Linked DNA regions of Rattus norvegicus: region 2 is linked to region 1. A link is a contact called in public Hi-C data. All regions are on one chromosome and are shown on one strand. The core of a region is the stretch at or near the end of the contact, and the rest is flanking DNA. Distances in the headings are between cores, read along the strand shown.

What was found. A called contact is a pair of places that touch in the nucleus more often than the background predicts.
Region 2: a Hi-C map of the A7r5 cell line shows a contact between it and region 1, with 2.7 times the contacts expected there. The contact joins two enhancer-like sites. A contact is called at or near these places in 7 of 12 Hi-C or Micro-C datasets (the A7r5 cell line, the Rat2 cell line, Schwann cells and 3 more).

Annotation. Positions count from the first base shown.
Region 1 is chr8:29,545,096-29,551,392 of GRCr8, forward strand. The region is part of intron 19 of Bbs9 (Bardet-Biedl syndrome 9); the gene reads left to right. Among named protein-coding and RNA genes, the nearest start is that of Bbs9, 260 kb to the left of the region's middle. Within about 2 kb of position 3,421, at least 1 of the 93 cell types and tissues checked has an H3K27ac peak or open chromatin away from gene starts, as enhancers often do. A contact at or near this core is called in the A7r5 cell line, where this site is marked.
Region 2 is chr8:30,001,010-30,007,306 of GRCr8, forward strand. No RefSeq gene overlaps it. Among named protein-coding and RNA genes, the nearest start is that of Bmper, 4.0 kb to the right of the region's middle. Within about 2 kb of position 3,807, at least 2 of the 93 cell types and tissues checked have an H3K27ac peak or open chromatin away from gene starts, as enhancers often do. A contact at or near this core is called in the A7r5 cell line, where this site is marked.

The DNA.
Region 1 (6,297 bases), core at 2,171-4,670:
CTGTCTCTTGTTTTCATTTGCTTTTAGTGAGAGACAGGATCTCTCACCATCCCAGAACTTGCCAAGTCTGCTGGGCTGGGGTCTCACCAGCCCCAGAGACTAACTCTGTCTGCCGCTGCAGCAACGCGTCCCAAATGTGTTGGAGGGACAGAATGGAGTGCTGTACATCTGACATTTCTTTAAAAGTAATTTTTGAATATTCTGATTACAAAAGTGTTGATCAATTGAGGTGACGAATAGTTTAGCTACCTTCATTTCCTCATTTCTTTGACATGTTAAAGTCACAGTACTTCTTGGACCCTCTGTACACTTGTAAGTAGAAGGGCAGTAAGGGGTGGACAGATTCTTACAGCGCACCCCTAGGTAAGAAAGAGCGTGTGCTGAGCAGACACCAGAGCTCGTCCTGATGCTTGATGTGTGTTGAGGTTTGGTCTGTTATATGCATTGTAATGCTAAATACTGGCCTTGGTCGCCTCAGGGACAAGAAAATTCACACACACACACACACACACACACACACACACACACACACACACACACGTAATGCTATATGACCTTGTTCCTTAATTTAAAGCTATTGGTTAAATAAAGATGCTGGTCACCTGTAGCTGGGCAGAAGAGAGTTAGGTGGGGTTTCTGTTCCTGGGCTTAAGGTGAGAGGCAGAGACTGTGAAGAAGGAGAGAAGAGGTGGAGAGTTGAGAAGAAGCCATGGGGTAGGTGAGTCATGAAAACATGGCCACGAGGGCCGGCCAATCGGAGTTAAGAAGCCCAGTTGGAACATAAGGAGCTATAGCTTGAGGTTATAGGTAGGGAAGTAGACATTGATAGTTTAGAGGGTAGATGTCTGCCCAGCTCTTGTACTTTAAAGGTTTATCATAAAAATAATGATTTTGTGTCTCTTTATCCGGGAACTCAACGATCAAAGGTGGAGTAGAAACTCCTGATTGAGATTAAAATTTTCCTACAAAAATGTGAGTTGGCTTGAGGGCCCCCATTCTGTGTGTGAACCGCTTAGCCAGGTCTGGCAACCTTCCTTCTTGTTCTCTTCCTTACTCCACTCCATAATACTTAGTAATTGTTTTGTGGGTAATGAAGCCCTGGATCACTGACTGTGTCCTCTCCACACACATCCAGGTCCAGTGTGTACATTGCTTCTTCCTTAGAGGGTTGACCTGTAAACAGCTACAAAAGTTAAGTCAGAGTTTTAATAAAAACGATTTTTCTTATTTTGAATGAATTTCTCTTGCCCTGATCAGAAAAGTCATGGTATCTATTAAGGCAGAGGCTAGCAGTCATTCACATGACGTATAATGCAATGGATTGTGAAACAGCCTCCGACGTTGGCATCTGAGCTATCAGGCCACACCCAGCTCTCCTTATTTCTTTAGAGAAGATTCCCTACACATCACCCTTTAAGTTAAAGGAGAATTGCGTTAAACTCTTAGTGAGCTAAGAACAGTATTTAACATTGTTTGTTAATTTGTTGTAATTTGGGACCAGAATGAAAAAAAAATTAAGAGTGACTTTGACAGGTCATTTATGTAGCTGGAAACCTCGTGTTAAGGATAAACAGGCTGGCAGGCACTTAGTTAGGAATCAGGTGAGAGTATGTAGAACGTTGAATTTAGGTTGTGCTCAGGAGAGTGGCCCACAGAAGAAATTTAAAATGTTCCTTTTTTCTTGCCTTCTATACTTTGAGTATAAAGCAGACTGTATATATGCATATGGGAATAATTAAATACAGAGATGCAGTGGGTCGTTAGCCAGAAAGGATGCCTGGAATATGTGGATAAGCTTGGATATTTGTTTAATGTTAATTGGAATATTGGTTTTCAGTTAAAGATGCCAAATCTTTAGGAAAGTAATTGGATTTAGCTTCCTATTTAGCAAACTACTTCAAATCCCTGAAGTGTTCCACATCCGAAACCAATTTTTCTTGATTGTATCAAGTCTACTCATAAGCAGAACAAGGGTTGACATAGGCTTTTAATATTTAGAGTATTTCTTGACAAAGCTTCAGCAGGGTCGCCTGTCCCAGCCCTCCTGGTCAGACACACTGTACTCTCCAGGGTTAGTGCGTAAACCTGTCCTGCAATAAGCTATGCATTCTCTCCTCCTACACAGTGTGTCTGAAGTGAGCTGCTAGCCATTTCCCATGAAACAATACAAAACAATGTATTAGTTCTAGTACATTCCGTATACGTTTCTTATGATCTTGTGTGTGTGGACTTAACTTCTTCAGATATATATATATATGTATATATGTATATATGTATTAGGAAATACATTTTGTGGTGTTTTAAAGTGGCTTTTGAGTCTTGACAGTCTCCAGATGTTTAGGCGATAGACGTTTGGGGTTAGTAAGCAAAATGCCTCATAAAAACAGAGCATTCTGTCATTGAGAGGCAGTTAATTCAGTGGCAGGTTAAGTAAGCACTCTAGTAAAGACTCACTGGAGAGCTAGTATCAGTAAAATCCTTTGCAGTTGGAAAAGGCATGAAGAGGTATTCGTTAAGATGGTTTTAGCCTCAAAGAGCATGGCTTTTTTTTTTTTTTTTTTTCTCGGAGCTGGGGACCGAACCCAGGCCCTTGTGATTGCTAGGCAAGCGCTCTACCACTGAGCTAAATCCCCAACCCCAGAGCATGGCTTTTTAATGTAGATGATAATTAGGGAAATAGGCCCACGTTTTCTTCTGGTCTAATCTTTTATCACTGAATATGATTACTTAAGAATTCAAAAGATAGTATGACACATGCCAAATGAAATACGAGATTGCTAAAATAAATGCATTTCAATCATCTGAGTGGTATCAGTAGTGACTGTGGTGGTTTGAAAATAAATGTCCCCTACAGGCTCTGATGTTTGGACATTTTTGTCCCCACTGGGCGGCACTGTTTGGTGAAGGTTAGGAGACGTGGCCTTCCTGATGGTAATAACTATGTCATTGAGAACAAACTCTGAGAGCGTGAGGTATTACCCACTTCTCCTTTGCTCTCTCTCTGCTTCCCACTCCAAGGTGAGCTCTGGGTTTCCTGTCCCTGCCTCCCTGTGTGTGGTTTGTAGCTGTGCCTGTGCTCTGCTGTGCTGGCCTCATCTCCCTCTGGAGCCGTGAGCCTTACATTGGTTACCTTGCTCATGACGTTTTATCACTGTGACAGAGAAGTAAGCACCACGGTGACTGACGGGAGCTCTGTAGATTAACAACGTGTCGTTCCTTGGGTTTGTCTGTCTGTCTGTTACTAGGACCTGTCTCGATAGAAGAGTTGATAGCCTTGCTTCTGGGTCATGTTTCTTCTAGGACCTCAAATTCTTTAGCAAACAACCACTGCCTATTTCAGTTGACATAGATTTCTTTCAGTCTGTTTGTGGTCTGTCTCTGGTTAAGAGTAACTGCTAGCCATGGTGTCTGGAGTCTAGCACAGAGCTTGGAGGGCCGTTCCCCAAATGATGGAGATACTCACCACGGGTTTGTGGGACTCACTGGCTCTTCCAAGGGAAGTTGGCATTTTCTCTGGGAGCTTCTGGAGGTTTACCTTCCATTCCTGCCAACCATTTTCTCTGGGGCAAGACAATTATTTTGCTAATGAGACATGCACTCTCCTTCACAAGTGGCCTACCTCTGTTTATTGTTCCCACTCCTAGAACCAAGCAGTCACTGTAGGAAATGTGGGCAGTCTTCCGCCGCTGTGACTGCATTTTAACTATCAAGTTATTTTAGCACTCTGTTCTGTCACTGTGGAATTTTTATGATCCCTTCGTGCTCACAAAGTAATTATCTTGAAACAAGAATAGGTCCCATCATGTGTCCCGTGTTAAGGAATTTAGAGACATTTGAGAACTTTACACTTGTCTCATTTGAGATAAATGATTTGCTACATAGCAATTAGGTTTACATTTATTTTTCTAAGCACATTTTCCCATGAGTGTCCTAATCAGAGGACTAGACACAGTGTTATTAAGTTTTCTAAAACAGAAATTGTTTAAGAGCTGCTAACAGTTGATATTATTCAGTAGGCAATCCATATCAAGCACCTAGAAAGAAAAAGTAAGTTTTTCAATGAATTATTGTTTCTGCATACTTCATTATCAACACTAGGCACTGGGTTAACGGACACTGCCTATGGCCTGCAGTCACCTGCTAGTTGAGCTAAGACAGTTTCCAGAGTTAAGGAGTGGGGAGCCCAGCATTTCTAAAGCTCTTGATGCCTTCAAACACTGTGCTCAGCCATTTTAACTTTCTCTTTCCCCCTAGGTAGAGAATACTTGGTGAGTAAAAAATAATGATTTAATCATTTCATTATTTTGAGTTAAACTGAAGCCAACTCTGGTGACACATTTCTTTATAATCGCAGCACTCAGGTAATTGAGGCAGGAGGATTGCAAGGTTGAAGCCTCACTGAGCTGTACAGTGAGATACCGTCATTAAGAAAATTATTTCTTGTCTTCGGCTGGGCTTGCATTTGGTTTGATCTTGGTGTACCTTGGTTTTGAGTTACATTGTCAAGTCGTTTGCTGTGTTCTTTCTGGCTTTTAATGTCAGCGCTTAACGCTCTAATTTCCCCTCACAGAATGGCTTTCAGTGTGTCCCAGAGGCTTTGGTATGTGGTGTTTTAATTCTTGTTTAGTTCCAGAGTATTTTTTTTTATTCTTGATTTCTTCATCGACTTATTCATCATTCAGTACTGTCATTGTTTGATCTTCATGGGTTGGTATATTACAGGGATTCTTTCACTGTTAATTTTAAGTTTATTGCACCGTGGTCCAATAGAGCACACGAAGTTGTTTAAATATCTTTGAATTTGTGAAGGTGTGTTTTTGTCACAGGATGTGGTCTATTTTAAAAAGCTTCAATGTGCTTCTGAGTAGAGTGTTTATTCTTTGGTGTTTTGATGGAATATTCTATAGGTAATGTATTAAGCCCATTTGATGTGTGGTGTCAGCTAGATTTGATGCTTCTCAGTTTATTTTTGTCCAGGTGGCCTGTCTGTTGGAGAAAGGTAGGGATTGAAATCAGCCACTCTTCGTGGGTGGGGGTGATTTTACTCAGTTCTCGAGCCTTGGTTTGTCTTCATCCTCTCCACCAGTCCTATGCTTACGTCGCCCTGGATATCACTCCAGGCATTTATCCTCCTTGTTTTAGTTCCTGTCCTATTGTCGTGAAGAGACACCGTGACTAAGACAACCAATAGAAGAGAACGTTTAATTACAGGTTTGCTTACAGCCTCAGAGAGTCAGTCCGTCATCACGGCAGGCAGTGTGCTGCATGCAGGCAAGCGGTGATGGTGCCGGAGGAGTAACTGAGGGCCTTACATCCTGATCACAGGCAGCAAGCACAGAGAGAGACACTGATCTGGGCATGCATGGGCTCTTGAAACCTCAACGCCCGGCCGCAGTGACACACTTCCTCCAACAAGGCCACACCTCCTAATCCTTCTCAAACAGTTCTGCTCCCTGGTGACTAAGCACTCATATGTATGAGTGTAATGGGGGAGCGTTTTCATTTAAACTACCAACTCCTTAAAGATTTACTTTCTGTCTTCTTTAAACTTCTTGAATTCTTATATTTTGGTTGTGAGCCTAGCCTTTAACGGCTGAGCCATCTCTCCAGCCCACTTCTTGAATTCTTAATGAAGTTTATTATTGTTCTTTTAAATTCTGTGTCCTCAGGTTCATCCAGGTTATTCTCATTGGCAAACACTTCTACAGGACTGGTAGGTTTTAGACTGGATATTATTTATATTTTTGTGATGAGACCTAGGCAGGTAGACTACATTTGTTAGTTCTGTTTGTGATATGGACAGAGCAAGTTGGGTAAGAGGAGTGCTGTGTAGACAAGTTGGGCCTAGATGTTGAAAATGACTTAGGTTGAATGAAGTTTGCTGGGCACAAGATACTGGGAGAGCATACAGGATGTGTATACCCAGTGTAGCCTTGGAGAATGGGGTAGACCTAGCTGTATGGAGAGACTGGATGTGGCGTGGTAGCAATCTGTTGGTTGGGGGTTAGGCATCCCAAGTCCTGGCTGAAGTCTGGAGATTGGTTATGGTGCAGGTCAGAGTGGCCAGTCGAGGTTGAGACACTGGATGTGGGACCCAGCCTCTCTTAGTGGATATCAGGAATATTTCATGTTATTTTCGATATTGTTAGGACATCTTTCTTAAATCTATTTAGTATGGTTATTTATGCAAAGTTAATATAATTAATCTCCTGGCATTAGATAATTCATTTCCTTCGACAACTTTACTATTGTAAATATTGCTCAGTGGACTTCTTTGAGGTTAAAACTTGGCTTAAT
Region 2 (6,297 bases), core at 2,557-5,056, 460 kb after region 1:
TTTCTTCATTCTTGTGTGATCTCGGACAATGGTCTTATCTTTACTCAGATATAAAATGGCATGTCTATAGTTTCTGTTCTGTATGCTTGTTAAGTGGATTTAATAAAGAGATGTATACATACACACACACACACATGCACTAAAATATAAATATAAAAACTTTCCTTATTATTTTCTATCCCTAATTTTTGACTGCCTATGTGAATTTGATAACAAAGAAAATATTACATCAAGCTTATTATTTAAAAATTTAAAAATTCCGCTGGTCAGCGGTGGGTGGTTCATACCTTTAATTTCAGCATTCTGGAGACAGAGACAGGTTGATCTTTGAGTTATAGGATAGCCAGGGTTGCACAGATAAACCCTATCTCAAAAACAAAACAAAAATAATGTTTAAAAATTCTAAATTTGTGGTAAAATGCACATGGTTGTTATCCACATACATGTTAGTGGTGTTAGGTACATTAGTTATTACATTTCTGTGGAAACAAGCCTTCTTCATATATATATATAGTCATATATATATAGTCATATATATTGTATATATACACACAAAAATGTGTATGTGTGTGCTTGCGCATGTGCTCATGTGCATGCATTCATGCACAATGTATATGTAAATGTCCATGCCCACGTGCGTGCATGCAAAGGTCAGAGGTTGACGTCAAATATCTTCCATCACTGTCTCCTTATGTTTTGAGACAAGGTCTCTTGCTGAACCTGGGGACTGCCATTTTACCTAGACTGCTTGTCATCAAGTCTCCACAAACTGCCTGGTCAGCTATTGCAGAGCTGGGTTAGGGATGAGAGCTTCCACCCAGTTCTTAAAGTGGATGCTGAGCTCTGAACTCAGGTCCTTGGAACTTTTACTGCCCCATCTCCCCAGATCCAGGACACTTTTCATGGTGCAAAGATAGAAATATGATTCTTTTAATTTCAGAGTTCTTCATTTCTTTTATGCATATGAGTGTTTTGTCTCTCTGTCTGTTTATGCTCCTTAACTGTACCTGGTGTCCATGGAGGTCAGAAAGGGCTTTGGATTCCCTGGAAATAGAGTTACAAATGGACGTGAGCTACCATGCGAGTGGTGTTTATCAAAATTCAGGGTGCTCTGAAAGAACAGCCTAGTGCTCTTAACTTCTGAGCTATCTCTCTAGCCCTGAAAAGCTAGAATTCTATACACATTGATCTCTCCAAGATACTCCATGCCACAGACACTGCAGCTTCCATTGTGTGCCTGATTCTATGATTTTGCTCTTACAGGTGCCTCATGGGTGGGGCCAAACATGTTATTGGCAAGTTGGTTTCTTCTACTTACAATAATGTCTTGTGTTTTATCCACCTTGTAGCAAAAACAGAAATTTGTTTCTGTTTAAAACCTGTGTAGCATCCAATGGTATGCACACATAGTGTTGTACACATACAAGCTGTGTATAGGCTGTGTCATGCTCACTGTGTCACACACACTATGCTTTGTTTATTGTTCACCCGTTGCTTGACATTGGGTTTCTATCACCTCTTGGCCATTATAAATAACGACACCAGCACAGCTTTGCAAAGATCAAGACTATTTAAAATAAAGAGAACCAGTCTGAGGAGATGACACGGTGGGTAAGAAGGCTTGCTGACCAAGTATGATGGCTTGTTTTCACATTCCAGCACTCAAATGAAAAGCCAGGGTGTGTACCTGTGACCTAAGTGGGAGGGACAGAGTCAGGTGGATCATAGGAGCTGACTGCAAGCCTAGCTGAAAGATACTGAGGTGCAGGGGTACTGAGGAACCCCATCTCAGGAGAAGTAGTGATAGGGAAGGACTCCTGCTGTTTGGCCTTTACACACATGTACATGGGTGGCTCATTTGTACACGTGTTCATATGCACACACAAAGGCAAATAAATTACACTTAGAGTTTTCTTAAATTCCATGAAGTCTGGGTAAGTCATACAAAACACGTATACAGGACTGACTGCTGATTGGGTCTAGATTTGTTCTTTGGCTCTTTAAGGGTTAAAAGATAAGTAAATAGGTAAGGTACTGTTTAACAAGAGCTCTTCTTTGTCTTTGATATATATCAAATGTTTCAGAAGATTCTAGGTTTTAATATATTTTCCGAGGGGAAAAACTCCTAACTAATTAACAAAGATCAGAACATGGTAAATATGCATTTCCCCTCATTGGGGTGAGTTAGGGGTCAAGCCTACCTTACATTTATTTCATGGCATCAGAGTCTACTCTTTCCCTTGGGCATTTTCCCTGTCAACAGAAGATGGTTGTTGAAGTCCCAAGTACGTATCATAGTAGGATTCCAGTCATCAGCAGGAAGGACAGACAGGTGAACAAATCTGTCCTTTAATGGCTTTTTATATTGCTGTCTCGTTGGTTAGAAGTTAATTGTAGGAGCAGTATAAGTTACGGTGAGTAGTATGACTATAAGAAAGACTAAAAATGTGATCTTTATTGTTCATAACTCAGAAGCACTGCACAAATTACAGCTTCTATATTAAGGAAGAAGGGAAGAGCAGAAACTAAAAAATGGCCAGGAGTGGTGGTCTAAGTTTGCACACATTAAGTACCAATCCGGCGGCACACACCCCCAGTTGGCAATGTTGGGCCAAATTCTCTGTCTATAGCAGTGGCTGGAGATCGTGTTTTTCTCTCCTCTGTTGATGTTTACTACAAGGAAGATTGACAGGATGTAGTTAGTGAAGCCTAGACCAACAGGAGAAAGGTATTAGTTTGGTATCCTGATTCCCTGGGCTGGTCCTTAGTCTCTAGTCAATTCCTTACTTCTTCAAGGTGGAGCTATGGTTTTTGGTGTCAATAAGGCTTGCAAAGTAAGTTCCAGGTAAAAAGAAGAGTAGGAGGACCCTTGCTCAAAGCAAGTCCCTGATGTGGAACTATTTTAGGGGTTTAAAAAAAAATACAAGTCTTCGGATGACAGTAACTTTATTTTGTTTGCCAAACTGGTAGATGCGTGACCTTTCGTGGCACTGATTGAGCTCCCAGGCATTCCAGTGAGCAGGCACTGTGTGAGCAGCGTGTCTTTCTAGGTCATTTGTAACGAGGCTCCATTGCGCTGGAGGCAAAGGGGAACATGGGGGTTGAAATGGGTCAGGGCCAGGTGGTGAAGAAATAGCATTTATTACCATTATCGATTCTAATGGAAACAAAGCAATGGTTTTATTATTTCAGGCAATAGCTGTTTTTAAACATCTTAGTCTCCTCTTAAAGCGCTGCTTTGTCTGTGGACGTGCCGTGAAGGATGCAGTACCGAGGGCTACAAGATACGGGAAAGTGCCTTTGTGCAAAAGGATCGGGCTCAGGATCAAATAATTCAGTTTTAATCGCGCTCTTGCCATGGTCCCCACTGCTCCCATCTTTAATAAAACAGTAATTTCCAATGCATCTGATATTTGGGAGTGACAAGAAATGCTACTGCTATAATCTCCAGAACAACTCATGGCTGCCATGGATCCCAGCCACTCCGAAAGATGATAAACCAAGCACTCCAGCAGGCAACTTAGAAGTCGGCACAGTCCCTAAACACTGTAGTCTGGTGACCTAAGAATGAATTCACCGTTCAACTAGGAACCTCAGTAATGGGAGCGTCCATGGTTTTTATGGTGTCATACAACTCATGTATTTGGGACCGGTTCAGTTCCATAAATATTTGAGTAGCTATTGTGCCAGCTCTGTAACTTTACTTTGCATCATATCTGAAATATCCCATAGCCTTTTCCTGTAATTCCCATGACTCATAATCCAAGAAGGCAGAGCGCTTATAACGGGAAGTACCATGTTCAACAGCCAGCAGAAGCCTTCTACTGGGCTCTGCCTCTATTAAGTCCTGTGGCCCGGCTCCCCATACCGCTTCGCTTTTAGCCTTCTCACCCTTTGACCGCAGCGCCTCCTGGGTGTCAGGCAACTGCTCTGCCACTGAGTTAGTCTCACAGCCTAGCCTTTTCACTGTCAAGGTAATGAGGGAGGAGTCCATTGTATGCTCTCTGAGATCTTCAGTGCTAAAACAAAACAAAACAAAACAAAACAAAACATCTTGGCAGTAGCGTCTTCAACTTTTCCCTAGCAAGAATCAGATGGCTATCAATAGAGAGGTTGGGAAATAATAAATTGGCAGGCATAATCCATGCTGCCATCCCAAACCCTTTCAGAGACGTAAAAATGGTACCCTCCGACGTTACCGATATCCAGACCGTTGGCCATGCCTGCAAAAATAATCTGTCTCCTAAAGAAACGCACTCTGGGCTCTTTAATATTTTCCACAGTCTCCAAGTTTCCCTCATCAAATTAGGGCCTTTGTGGGCCGGTCCTTCATCTTCCTCAGTTTGCCCAGGTGGATGCCCTCTGTGAGTGCAGCCTTCTTACACGTAGGGACAATTAGTGTTTGTTGTCACAGTCTCTTCAGTTTGTCTCGGAGAGGTCTGTTTTCTCTGTTGTGGAGAGGACGAGCTGATTTCTGGAAGCAGCTGGGACCTTCTGAGTTGCACGCTCAGTGAATTTCTCAGTGGAAATTGGGGCTGCAGTTTGAGGGGTGTGGCACGCCTTAAGACATATCTCCTTTTACATGTGTCCACGTTATTTGCTTGTTGTGTGGAGCAAGAATGAGACTCTGTAGATCTGGGCCCAAGCTAGGCCCCGAGTGTGGGCCCCATGGCCTCCTTACCCACAATGTCAAAAGTCAAATCAAATATCCCTACCCCTCTTTTTTCCCCTCCTTTGGATTCCAGCCAAGATTATTTGTGACTTGGATAGATATCACTGTGCCATTTAGTTTAAATATGGAAGCAAACCTATATGCCTTTCAGTGGAGGTTGTCTCCTTGCCTCTTTCTTCTTTTCTTCCTTCCTTCCTTCCTTCCTTCCTTCCTTCCTTCCTTCCTTCCTTCCTTTCCTTCTTTCTTTTTCTCCTCTTTCCGCTCCTCCTCTTTCTCCTCTTCCTTCTCATCTTCTTCCTCCTCCTCTTCTTCACTGCCCTCTCTCTTTCCTTCCCCCTGACTGTCTTATTTGACCCTAGAATATCTCAGCTTGCCTTAGGGATCAGTTGGCACCTGAGAGAGTTTGCTACTCATGAGTAGCAACAATACCAATAGTTGCATGGGAGTTGGAGGAGTTCCTAATAAGGCTTTGCGGATAACCTGCTCTTTCTGAAGTGGAGGCCACTGTGAGCTGGCACACCAGAAGAGCCAAGTTTCCAGAGGCTTCTGTCCACCTTCTCATGCACAACTTCAAGGCTGGTGAATAGGTTTCTGGTTTTTCCCTAAGGGGAGAGTCTAGCCACCCATGGTAGAAATGCCACACACATTGAGTCTCAACCCCCTAAAATTAGTCATGCACATTGAGGAGACAGGGCAGAGGAGGCAAGTCGGAGGGACAGGCACGCTCTTCCGGTGTTTTGAAGTTTTGTAGTGGACATGTAGCGGAGCCTATGGACATCTGGGGGATCACTGGGTCCCCATGGATACAAATGGATACATTTGTCTAGAGACCTCATTGAAGGAGAATCATTTTAGATGGCAGAGACAGTGGTTCCTACCGATTGTACTTTTCTGTGGAAATAATTCTTTTTTAACTTTTAGTTTTAATTTTCTAATTAGTTCATATTGGAAGTAAAAACTCTGTCTCTCTGTCTCTCTGTCTCTCTGTCTCTGTCTCTGTCTCTCTCTCTCTCTCTCTCTCTGTGTGTGTGTGTGTGTGTGTGTGTGTGTGTGTGTGTGTGTGTGTGTGTACAGTTTAACATTTCTGTAGGCTTAGGGAATCAGAAAGACCTTCAACACTTTGACTTTCAAGGCATCTAGCCATGGTGTTATTTGGGGGGCGGGGCATGTAACCACATTGTCTCTTGTCTCTTTTAATTTAAATTTTACACAAAATCTGTTTTGAGAGGGAAATGGAGCATGCTAAGCTAATGACAGCTTTCCTTTCTCCCACTTGTCCACGTCACGGGGGGGGGGGGGATGTGGTCCTTATTGTGTAGGGATGTTGGGCACGATGCACTCACTGAAAGAACCCTTCAAATGGCTAGAAAGTGAAAACAAGTGATAGTGTGGATGACAGGGGTGGGGTGGGGGGGAGGGGGTGGGGGCAGGTATATGCGGTGAAGTGTGTCAGAGGACTGAGTGTCAAAGGAGTTTCTCATCTGCAAATGCTACCTCAAACTGGTCAGAGACTAGGGAAAAGCTAGGCTTGTCAGGCTTGTCAGCGATTAGAGTTTAGATGCACAAGGCACTTCAGGGACTAACATGGGGTGGGCACCTGCTGGTTGTTCTTCTGGTGAGAGCAT